3 separate regions of the Mus musculus genome follow, and all the other regions are linked to region 1. Evidence: chromatin contacts called from public ChIA-PET and promoter capture Hi-C data. All regions are on one chromosome and are shown on one strand. The core of a region is the stretch at or near the end of the contact, and the rest is flanking DNA. Distances in the headings are between cores, read along the strand shown.

Region 1 (4,022 bases), core at 807-3,306:
AAATCCCTATCTTTGAGCCTAATAAAAACCTTCAGCTTAATGGACTGACTTAGACACACTCGAGACATTTTCTACTGTTTACATCCTGTGTCACCCAGCCATCAACAGCACATTCCTTTCAATACATGACATCCCAATAAAAATACAATGACTGCATGCAAATCCAAGGGCTTTGTAATCAGTTCTATATACATAGGTACCTAACAGAACAATTTTTTTCTCTTTAACGAAGTCCTCAGAATCTAAAGTCTTAAATATTATGAAGTTACTAGAATAGTTGTCGATGTAGCAACGATACATTTAAATATAAAACTTACTGGGGAGAACCACTGTTAAGATATAAATTCTAATTTTCCAGTAAAGATTTAAATCCTATGCTAACTAAAAAAATAATAAGTTACTATACAACTTGGAGTGTCAATTACTGCCTATAATTTACATCGTGTTTCCCCTTACAAAGAACAAATTCAGTCAGCATATTAAAATTCATTAGTTAAAAAATATATATCAAAAAGAATTCACCAAAGTTAAATGAAGGCTAGCTCTCTCAAGGTGAACACTCCCCACACCCAAGCAGGCTGGAGGTTTCAGTTGGCAGGGATTCCCAACTACTGTTTAAGATGTCACCTTGCCTCCTGGACACACCCATTGCTGTAACCATTTGGCAAGGGAGTAAAATAAGTATTGCAAATTATCGTCCTCATTAATTTTTTTAAAACAGAAAACACGAAGAGGGACTTATTTTTCAAAGCTCTTTCTAAAATCTCCTGCTCTCTTTTACACTCTTTAAGTGTACAGTTACTGACGGCCATTATTGCATAGGTGAACTGTCCGTAAGAACTAAGATCAGATGGCAACTTCCACTCTGAAACGCAAGTCGTTTTCAAGGAACTCTGCGTGTGGTAGAGGTGAACAGGAGTGCACCTGAGCACTCAAGAATTTAGCGACCCGCCCCTTAATTGCTACTTCCACTAGCTCATGGGGGCCGAAAAACGCCTTTGAGACCCTAACTGAGGTCGGTTGCTTTCCCTTTACGAGCTCTATTTTTTTTTTTTTTGAGAAAGCGCCCGACTTCCAGCAAAAGCTTGTATTCTTCAACGATTTAAAAAAAGAAAAAAAAATTAATCATCCAGTCTGGGTAGCGGAAGCCAGCACCAGATGGAGTGAACAAGCAGCAGCAGCAGCAGCCCTGCGCGGAGGGGGAGGGGGGACTGCTGGGGTCCCCTCCCCCGCCCATCCCCGCAGCGCCGCGGGCCGCCCAGACCTCCGCAGTCCTGCAGGTGCCAGCGCAGCAGCTGGGGCGCGAGCCGAGCCGAGCCGCGTAGGGCGGCGGCTCGGGGCCCCGCGCGCTCACCCCACCCGACCCCCGCGGCGGGGGTCCCCGCACGGGCTGGACCCACGGGGCGCGCCCCCGGCCCGGCCCGGCCCGGCCTCGCGGGGATGCGGGCTAACGGCGCCCGCTCGCCTCGGGGCCCCGCGCTCCTCCCCACCCCACCCCCCGCGCATGGCGGCCGGGCGGACAAAGGCGCTTCCTGGCGCCCGCGCTCGCTCGGCGGTGGCCGTTGGCGGTTTGAATCCGGCCCCCGGGGCTGACCTTTGGCGCCGCCTCGGCCGCAGCCCCTCCTGCTCTGCTCTCTCGACCGAGCCCACGGCCCCGCACCCCAGATCCATCCTCCCCCGGCCAAGCCCCGCAGCGGTCCCCCGACTCATCTAAAAGGGAACCCAAGAGGACAGGGGTGGGGGACACCTGCGACACAAGTGTCGCGGGGGGCCTCCTGGCTTTTTTTTTTTTTTTTTTTTGGTGCCGTCCCTCTGGCGAGGACAGTTCTGAGAGGGGAGGTCCCCTCTTTAGTCAATCCGCTTCAGCATCTTTCCCCGACCCGCGGGGCGCCGGCCGCTCAGCTACGCACTCACCATGCTGCAAGGGCTACGGGTTTCCGAGACGCGACCAGACAACCGCTCGACTCGCTCGCTCCACTCGGACTAATTCTCCTCCTCCGCCCCCAGCTCCTCATAAACACCTCCCTCCGCCTCCCTCCGCCAGATCCCTCCGCCTCATCCAGATAACGGAACCTAGCGAACGAGTCCCGGCCAGCCCCCGCCCCCTCCCCCCCCCCAACTCTCCGGGAGACCCCCTTTCTCCGCAGTCACTGGGCAGACACGCAAGAGAGAAAGGGGAGCAGGGGGACGGATGACGTAAGTGGGTTCCACTCCCAGGCAAGCCGTTAAAAGGCCGGGGGAACCGCGCCTGGCAGGAGCTACTTTGCGGCGCGGAGGAGCACCGCGGTGGCGGTCGACCAGGCGAACCTCGTTGAGCTTGCTGCTGATTGGCTGATTTGTACCTGCAATGCGTCACTTTCTCTCGCAGCCGGAACGCGGTTGCGGCTTCTGCCGTTGCTTGCTCGCGCCGCGCTGTCCTGGCAACTGCGCCAGGCGGCAGCGTGGCTCTCTCTGCGCTCGGCTGGAGGACCTTCTTCCACCCGTCCTGCCTGCCACAGACACACGCACACACTCACCTTCCCGCCCCGTATGGAGGTGCTGCTGACAAAAACAACACGGGCCAAAACAAAAAATAAATAAAACTGAAGGACACCCCCCCCCCCCAGTAAACACCCACCCAGCGCGCCCAGCTTCTCAGCGTTGCTGCATAGGGAGGCCGGTCGTTTTTCATTACACGGTGCCGAACCCATGCAGCTCAGCTGACAAGCTAATCAAAAAAGGGGCTTCCGTTTATGCCTACCCTTCGCTTCTCTTTCCTAGCAGTAATTTATCAGAAAGCTACTCAAACCCACTGTATCCGAGAGTGTGTGCTGTCGGTCTCCCCAAGGAGCCCCTCTGAAATTAGAAGCCCAAAGTAGACAACCAGAAAAGGATGATGGGGGTTAGAGAGGAAAATAAGGATTCCATCCTCAAAATACAGTGCCCAGAGAAGATTGATGGAACAGCCACGGCCCAGAGAGAATTAGGAAGATGGCGAAGGCAGAAAGAACTTCCCAGTTGAAAAAGCACCACCATGCAAACCCTCAAACCGTGGAGAGCAATCACTTTGTAAAAAGCAAGGCAAGATGAAACCTCAACTTCAGAAAGAAGCCTGCCTTCAGGATAGTTTCCCCGTTCAGCAAGAACATTTCGGTGCTAACAGCTATATGCACCCACTCGGAGAGTCCATTTTAACCTCCTTTACCTAAGTTAGACATCCCTCACACCTTTAAACATATCTTTTAATGAAGCCAGAGCTGGGCCCTCTTTCAGTCATGGAAACCAGACATTAAGCGGCCTTCTAATTAGCACTAACAAAGCTGACACCCTTTCGAACGAATGCCCACTCGATGGGAATACCAAACCAAACCAAACCTCAGATTTCTGTTTCTATTATCCTTGCCAATGTGGTGCCCTGATAATACTGAAAGGGAGGAGAGCTAATTAACCTTACCCCACAAATGAGATAAATATCATTATTTGGGAATATTACTTTAAAATGGGCACCTCCAGCCAAGAATCTGACGCCACCGTTCCGTTCCAGTGCACTACATTCTGGTAAATTCAAAGTTTTTCCAAGATATACCTCAGAAATTTGTCTGTGACTCCTCCTCAGATCTTCAGATGGAAGACCTACTAATTTTTTTTTTTGTCTTTCCGCTGACTCAGTAAAAATATTCTCTCCTTACACAGTACCCCATTAGCATGCGGTGATTTTACATATGAAATTTTTAATGGTGGGAAATTGAATGACAAAATGAATAATCACCTCTTCAAGGGAAGGAATTTTTAAGAGGATTGGTGCAGAATGTATGATAAGTACGCACTGACTCGTGCCTAGAGAGACGCGGTAGTGCTTGCTAACAAGTATATAGAAATATATTTTTTTTTTAAATAGAGAATATAGGAAAGCTCTTCCAGGTTTCGTAGGTTGGGTTTTGGTAACGCCTTTCTTGCATAATCTTCCTTGTTGACCTCTTAAGAAGACAAAGAAAAGTCAAGGGTTACATTTAAAGCCATTGCGGTTTATGTGTATTTGAGAC
Region 2 (3,664 bases), core at 453-2,952, 620 kb after region 1:
CCGATAGCTTCTATATTTATTTATTTAAAGGTATTGATTTAACGGGTTCTTCCCCGGGGTTCTGTAACTAAAGGCAAACTGTGCAGCAAAGATGTTGTGGTCGAGAGAGGGGCCGAGGCTCCCCCTGCCCTGCGACCTGGAAGGGGGCACGCAAGTTCCCCAGCCAGCGCGGCGGACCACTCCGGCGCTCCTCTCCCCCTCCTCCAGGGCAAGGGGGAGCCCACAGAGAAGGGGAAAACAAGTTCCCCGGCCAGCCTCACCGCCCCACGCAGCCAGCCGTCCCCCCACCTACCACGAGAAAGGGGGAGCCCAGATCGAGCCAGGCGCAGAAAGGGGGGAAATCCCACCCTCCTGCCCGCCCCCGGCCGCGAACAGACTCCCGTGGGGTGGGCGAGCCAGCCGGGAAGCCCCAAGGAGGGGTGGGGACGGAGGGTGCCAGCCCCGAAACCAAACAAAGCGCGGCCTGAGCCGCAGCCCGGGCGGATCGCGCAGCCGCGGCTTTTCCTGCCGGCCAGGCCCGGCCGGGCCGGGCCCAGGCGAACACTGCGGCACGGTGGGACCCGCCTCCGCTCGGCCTCCGTCTCCCACCCCGGGCGCGCCGCCGCCGCCGCCGCCGCCCCCGCCCGGCCTCCCGCCCGCCCAGCCAGGCCCCGAGCGCGGCCTTACCCCTCTCGCCGGCGTTGTTCCGATCCTGAGGCGGCGGCGGAGGCGGCGGGGGCGGCGGCGGGGGCTGCTGCTGCGGCGGCGGCGGGGGCTGCTGCTGCGGCGGCTGCTGGGGCGGCTGCGGCGGCGGCTGTTGCTGAGGCGGCTGCGGCGGCGGCTGCTGCGGGGGCTGCTGCTGCTGCTGTTGCACCGGGCGCGGCCGCGACACTCGCCTGGGTCTCCGGTTGGCGGCTCGGACGGAGTTCATTTGCCGGGCTGAGGTGGCGGCGTTGGCGGAGGGACACACACACTCACGCGCACACGCACCGCGAGCTCCGGGGCCGGGGAGGAAGGGGGTGGGGAGCGGGAAGGAGCGGGGCGGCCGGGGACGCGGGGACCGGGGGGCCACCGGGCGTGAGCTTCCCCCGGCTCCGCGGGGAGGCTGGGGGCACCACCGGAGCTTGAGCGAGGCCCGCCGGCCGGGCCTGGCGCACGGGCAAGGCCGAGGCCGCCGGGCGGGGCGGCCGCGAGGGACGCAGACAGAGAGACGGGCCGGGCAAGAGAAAGAAAGAAAGGGCGTCCGTCCGCCTGGGGAGCCCGAGGCGAAGCGCGGCGGCGGCCGAGCAGACGAGCCGGGCCCGCCGACTCCCGAGCGGCGTCTCCGGCAGCGGCGGCGGCGGGGGGAGTGGGCGGACGGGCGATCTCGGAGAGGGCGAGCCGAGCGGGGCGGGAGCGCGCGGGGGGCGCCCGGCTCCTCCGTTCCTCGTCCTCCCCCCACACCCCCTGAAAGAGCGCCCTGCGAGGAATTTTCTCTTTCTTCGGCCTCTTCTCTCTCCTCCGCCCCCCCCACCCCCACCCTCGGCGAAGGGGAAATGAGTGTAAAAGGGAGGAGATAGGGGCAAAAGAGGCGTCGTCGTTCCTCCTCCTTAAAGGAACCTTCCCTCCTCAGCCCCAGCGCCGCCGCCGCCGCTGCCGCTGCTGCTGCTGCCGCTGCTGCTGCTGCTGCTGCTCCGTGGCAGGAGGAGCCATTGACACCGCCGGAGCCTCTCCGCTCAAGCCCTGTCGGTCCCTCCCCGCCGCGGGGCTGGCCGGGGGGCGCGGGGGGAGGGCCGCGAGCCGGCGGGGGAGGGGCGGGGGCGGGGACAGAGGGGGCGTGGATTCCGGCGGGGCCTGACCAATGGGAAGCGCCCGTACGGTGTCGGAGCCAATGGAGCCTCCTCTCTTATCGCGGAGCCCCCTTCCTCCAACACCCTGTTTCCTCTCTCGGGTTTCCTCCTTCCCCGACGGAGGAGGAGGAGGAGGAAAGAGGAAAGGGGGGAGTGTGGCAGGGCGGGTGATAATGGGGAGGTATCAGGGCATATAATGGAGCCGGGGGTGGGCGAAGGAGCGGCAGTACGTAGCGAAGGTTCTAGGATAGGAGGTGCTCTGAAGGAAGGGCGGGGGCTGCTGATGCAATTGGGAGAAGTGATTAATCCTGCCTTTTGCCGGTTCAGCCTCCCTCCACCCCAACCTTCACCTGGTTCTCTTAAACGCCACAAGGAGTGAGGGACTCCGTCTTGGGTAACTCCGGATTTCTGGGCTCGGTAGGTTCAAGCTCTCAGCTGTAGGGAGCGCTCCAGGCTCTGTGCGTTTTTAGTCCAGCTGAAGGGATTTATTTGCAAACCTTAAGAAATCTTGTTTCGGCTCTGCTGAGAACTTAAGAGAGAGTCTGGAGTCGGTTCCAGCTTTTGTCGCCCAAACTTTCAGAATGTTTTAGATCTTTAACCAAGTTAGTTTGCTTTAGGCTTTTTTTTTGGGGGGGGGGGGGGGGCAAGTGGTCTACATGGTGTTCCGGAAGAAGTAAAATAAAACGGGTGGAGGTTGTGATGGATTATATTGGTTTTGTTTTAGGTCCCACGAAGTCAAGAAAGATAAACCCCCGAGAGGAATAATCTTTTGTATCTGTGTCTGGTCCCCTTAGCACAATCTCTCCCCAAGGAAAATGTGTTTCTATTCCCTGGCCGCCGTTATGAAGACTGAAAATGTACTCCGCTCACTATTCCTTATTGCATAGCTAGTGGTTTATCTCTGGATTCCCTCATTTCGGAGCTGTCAGTGATTTTCTACTTGAATTTCATTGATTGCTTTCTAGGCTTAAGATAGATAAAACATTACAAAGCTTCAGAAAGGGAGGGAGAAAAGTGAATTCTAAGGGACGCACAGGAGAGGTAAGTCTACGGTATTGTGCTATGTGTAAATTACAGATTTTTTTCTTTTTTTCTTTTTTTCTTTTTCTTTTTTTTTTTCTTTTTTCTTTCTTGGTTTTTTGAGACAGAATTTCTCTGTGTAGTCCTGGCTGTCCTGGAACTCATTCTGTAGATCAGGCTGGCCTCTAACTCAGAAATCCGCCTGCCTCTGCCTCCCACGTGCTGGGATTAAAGGCATTCGCCACCACTGTTGGCAAATCACCCTTCTAGATGTCAGACATCTCCTGCCATTTAAATAATAACCTATCATATGATGTACAATTGCTGGGTTTTTTTTTTTCTTTTTTGGTCATGTGATTTTCAAAGACTCACAATCTTTTCAAAACCTGTATGTGAAGACAGCTATTTGAAAAATATCTTGAGGGGCTAGAAAGATGGCTCATCCCTTAAGAGCACTGGCTGTCCTTCCAGAGGTCTCACTTCAGTCCCAGCAACCACATGGTAGCTCCAACTATCTGTAACTCCAATTCTAGGGCATCTGTCCCCCTCTTCTGGCCTCTGCAAGCACCAGGCATGCACTTGGTGTACAGACTTGCATGCAGGCAGAACTCACACATAAACCTTAAGAAATTATTTTATTAAAAAAAATCCAACAATTCGAGTCATGCATGAGTAGCTAAAGCCTATATTCACAGAATTCTGAAGGCTGAAGCAGAAGGGATAGCAAGTTCTAGGCTATCCCGATCTGCGAAACAAGATCCTATCTGACTAAATACATAAACAGTATTAAAAATGTCATGGTTGTTAACTGGGTAAAAATGAGCATTTATGGTTGG
Region 3 (3,692 bases), core at 306-2,805, 990 kb after region 1:
ATTTTATATGCAAAGACATTGAATAGTCAACATCCCCTCATCAGGAACCAAATGAAGCTTTGTTGAGCAAGCAGACGGGCAATGTCTCCGTTTTAGAGACCCTTTCTCTTAATCCATTTATATCTGTGTGAAACAGGTATCAGTAGCATGGTTTTTAAAGAACTGGGTATAGAAATTGAAAGGTTTAATTTCCAGGTTCATAATGATAACAGTAAACTCAAACTATAGTTTTCTTTTAGAAATTCAATGGAATAGTCCTCTCTCTCTCTCTCTCCCTATGTAGATGGCCTTAAACATTTGAGTCTCCTATGTCCTCCTTCCAAGTTCCAGGATTACAGGAATGAGGCACTATACCCTGCTTTCCTTTTGAGACAGACTTCTTTTTTTTTTTTTTTTTTTTTTTTTTTCTGAGGCAGGGTTTCTCTGTGTAGCCCTGGCTGTCCTGGAACTCACTCTGTAGACCAGGCTGGCCTCGAACTCAGAAATCCGCCTGCCTCTGCCTCCCGAGTGCTGGGATGAAAGGCGCGCGCCACCACCGCGCAGCTGAGACAGAAACTTCTTATGAAGGCCAGGGTGACCTCTAAATCTTGGCACTCCTCCAGCCTCACCCTACCCAGTACTGATACATAAACCTTCACTGCCAAGGGCAGTTTGATAGGCTACTTCTAGGCTTCAGTTTCCTTCTATGTAAAGGGAATTCCTGAAATTGTAGAGTTGGCAGATTCACTAAAACATGAAGCAACCAGAAAGTATACCCCGAAGGGAATGTCCTTAACATTAAAAATTATTCTACATTTGTCTGCAATTCAGAATTAACTGGCCACTCCCGTTTTATCTAGCAGCACTGTACCCGCAATACAGTGTAGGCAATACGTGTACAATGCATATTAAGTCCTTATTACTGTACACAGCAATTAGTGAGAGCTCTGTACATTTTTGTTGTTGCTGTGTTGCCTTTTATTACTGGTTTTTAATTTGGGAGACAGAGTCTCAGAAAATCTTTAGTAAAATTTGGATCTGATTCCAAAGCCCCATTTCCCCTCTAAAATCTGCTCTGCATAGAGTTTCCACGGCACTTCAGTCAGAAGAAGGTAGCGTTGTTCTCAAGAAAGCTTCCCGGTCCCCACACTTTCAAAGCCAAGGGGCTGTTCGGGCCGTCGCGGCAGCCCCAGCACACGCGTCGCGGGCGGACACTCGCGCGTCCCGCGCCAGCTCGTCCACTCAGCAGCCGCGCCGCGCCTCGGTCGCCCTCCCATAGGTCCTTCCGGGCGACAGGCGAGGGCTTTTCATTTTCCCGCCTGCACGCCCAGCTCCGTAAACCTCAGCGTCCCCTCGCTTTGCCTTCCGAGCCCGCTCCACCCTTCCGGACGCCACCTTCCCCCCCACCCGCCTGCAGGACGACAGCTCGGAGGGGCGGCCGCCGCCCTGGTAGGAGGCGGGACGAGGCAAGGGCGGGCTGCGGGAGGCGGGACGGAAGGAGGGGCGGGGCCAAGCGCCTTGGCGCCGCGTTGTCATGGCAGCGGGGCGGGGAGGAGGGGAGGAAGCGAGCAGGCGGGAGGGGTGGGGGGGGGGGGGATGTGGTGCTGCGGCGGCCGCCACCGCAGCTGCCACTGCCTGCTCGCGCCTGGGTGTCCCGGAGGCGGCTGCTGGGAGCCACGGGAGCAGCTGCGGTGCTCTGCCATATTGTGTCTGGCCCGGCCCGGCCCTCGCCTCTGGTTCGCGGCGGCTGAGTGACGGTGAGTCCCCGGGGTCGCGCGGCGCGGCGCGGCGCGGAGGCAGCGTGTGCGGCCGGCGCTGGGCGTGGGGGCGCGGAGGCGGCTGTCCCGTGACGCGCCGGGACATTTTTGTGTCCCGGGAAGAATTGGCGCCCCTGCGCGGGGGTGTACCCGGCGCGCGGCTCCGGCAGAGCGTGGGCTGCCCCGGGGGTGTGGAACCGAGGCGAGCACGGGTCCCCGGGAGTGAGGAGTTAGGAGTTTTCTCCCGAGGTAATGACCGTACCGGAGGGGGCGTCGCGCAGTCGGAGCCACAGAGGGCAGAGGACGCCCAGGCGGAAACCTGCGACCCCGGGAGTTGCTGCTCTAAGAGTCCCGGGGAGCCCGCGCCAGCCACGTCGCCGCTCCGGCTCCCATCCGAGCGGGACGCGCGCGGCGTGGAGTCCCAGTCCGGGGCCCGGCCCGGCCCGGGCGGGATGGCTGGGCCCGGAGAAGTAGTGCCCAGGAGGACTCGCGTAAACTTCGGGCGCGGGGCCCCGATGTGGGGTGGCGACCCCAGCCCGGTTCTCGCGGCCGGAGGCGCCCCCAAGCCTGGCTGGCCCGGGCCGGGGGTGGGGTGGGGTGGGGTGGGGGTGGGACTTGGACTGTTTCGGCGTTGCAACATGTGCACTTCCTGTTCGCCATCTCCTTCGGGGCCGAGGTTACTTCTGCCCTCCGGCCCGGCGCTCGGGCCGGGAGGGTGCGCGGTGGTCCGCGGCCTTGAGCTTGGGTGCCGGCCGGCGTGCAGTGCCCGGCAGCCCGAAGCCGAGCCGGGGAGGTTAGGGGCAGGGAGTCCACGTGCTCGGTGCTCGGTCTTGCACTGCAAACTCCGCCCCCGGCTGCCCTCCGGCAAAATGCCTGGGTTCCCACCGCCGCACCTCACGCGAGTTGGGGGTAGCAATTTCATTGGGAAGCCGCGCTCTCGAGATCTTCTTGCACTTGGTTTCTGCTTTAAAGCTTTCCTTTTTCCACCTTTTGGGTGGCGGTGGGAGGAGTCATAAGTGCAGAGAAATGACAGACTTTTTTTTTTTTTCCCCTACTTGCAACTCCGCTGTGAGCGGTTAATTATTTCCAGGTTAGTTGGTGCTCTTTTCTCCTGTCTTCTGATTGTGACAGCCACGTGGCCGGCTGAGTGCAATAGAGTGCTCTAGCGGCCAGAGAGCTTGAGGCTTCTCTCGCAGCAGGGGCTTTGTAATGGTATAGTCTTGGCTTCTGCGCTCTAATAAGAGGAAGTGGAAAAAGCCGAACCGATCACATCTAGTTGTTTCACCTGAATCGTAGAATGGCTTTCCTTTGCAATTCTGGTAAGGTGTCTATTGCCATTTTTGCCATTCGCTGCAACTTTGATGATTCATCTTAAAATTTCAGCAGTGTTAGGTATCTTCAAAGAGCGACAGGGCAATGTCTTTATAAAAAGAGTTCCCCGACTCTTTAGAAAAATCGTTTTAATTTCAAAGCCAATAACGAGCGATTCTAATGAATCTGAAATGATAACATTCTGGCATTATTTCGGGCTTATGAAAAAAACTCATTTGTTTCTTTTTACACAGATTAGCAATGAAATTATCTTTTTAAGGATAAATACTAGTTTTGTATGTAGTCAGATTTGAGCAGAATTCATAGGTGGAAATTATAGTATATAAAAGTGAAAGAGAAAATGATTAAAGTTAAAAAAATAAACTACTGGAGAGTGAAGATTTAGAATGTCTTTACAGTCTAGATCATGCGTCATTTTTTTGATCGGCAATTTTAATTTGTTTCTATGGCATGTTTGTGTTATTACTTAGTTTTACGTTATTGTTAAACCATTAAGAAGGAAACCCCTTACATTTATAGAGTTCTGGAGAAATGGTTCGGACTTCGTTTACTGGGCTTTTGAATGTTCTAGTGAAGTTAATGAAGGTATCGAAGAGGGTGTAAAGCTTTCTGTAGGAAAGAAGA

What was found. Promoter capture Hi-C pulls out the DNA fragments that hold promoters and counts their contacts. ChIA-PET counts read pairs in DNA pulled down with a chosen protein or histone mark.
Region 2: a contact with region 1 is called in an RNA polymerase II ChIA-PET map of memory CD8 T cells, with 23 read pairs. The contact joins the promoter of Fbxo11 here to the promoter of Calm2 in region 1. A contact is called at or near these places in 2 of 39 promoter capture datasets (liver and pre-B cells), 2 of 484 Hi-C or Micro-C datasets (CD4 T cells and embryonic stem cells) and 3 of 115 datasets of contacts at active chromatin or transcription factors (large pre-B cells, memory CD8 T cells and pancreatic cancer cells).
Region 3: a contact with region 1 is called in a promoter capture Hi-C map of erythroid cells, with 10 times the contacts expected there. The contact joins the promoter of Foxn2 here to the promoter of Calm2 in region 1. A contact is called at or near these places in 3 of 39 promoter capture datasets (erythroid cells, liver and pre-B cells).

Annotation. Positions count from the first base shown.
Region 1 is chr17:87,444,879-87,448,900 of GRCm38.p6, forward strand. It overlaps Calm2 (calmodulin 2), which reads right to left and starts at 2,057. Exons shown (of 6, transcript NM_007589.5): 1 at 1,915-2,057. The coding sequence starts at 1,917.
Region 2 is chr17:88,064,343-88,068,006 of GRCm38.p6, forward strand. It overlaps Fbxo11 (F-box protein 11), which reads right to left and starts at 1,703. Exons shown (of 23, transcript NM_001081034.3): 1 at 667-1,703. The coding sequence starts at 910. Gm45950 (a long non-coding RNA gene) reads left to right here and starts at 1,783. Exons shown (of 2, transcript XR_385899.1): 1 at 1,783-2,225.
Region 3 is chr17:88,439,149-88,442,840 of GRCm38.p6, forward strand. It overlaps Foxn2 (forkhead box N2), which reads left to right and starts at 1,556. Exons shown (of 6, transcript NM_180974.5): 1 at 1,556-1,736.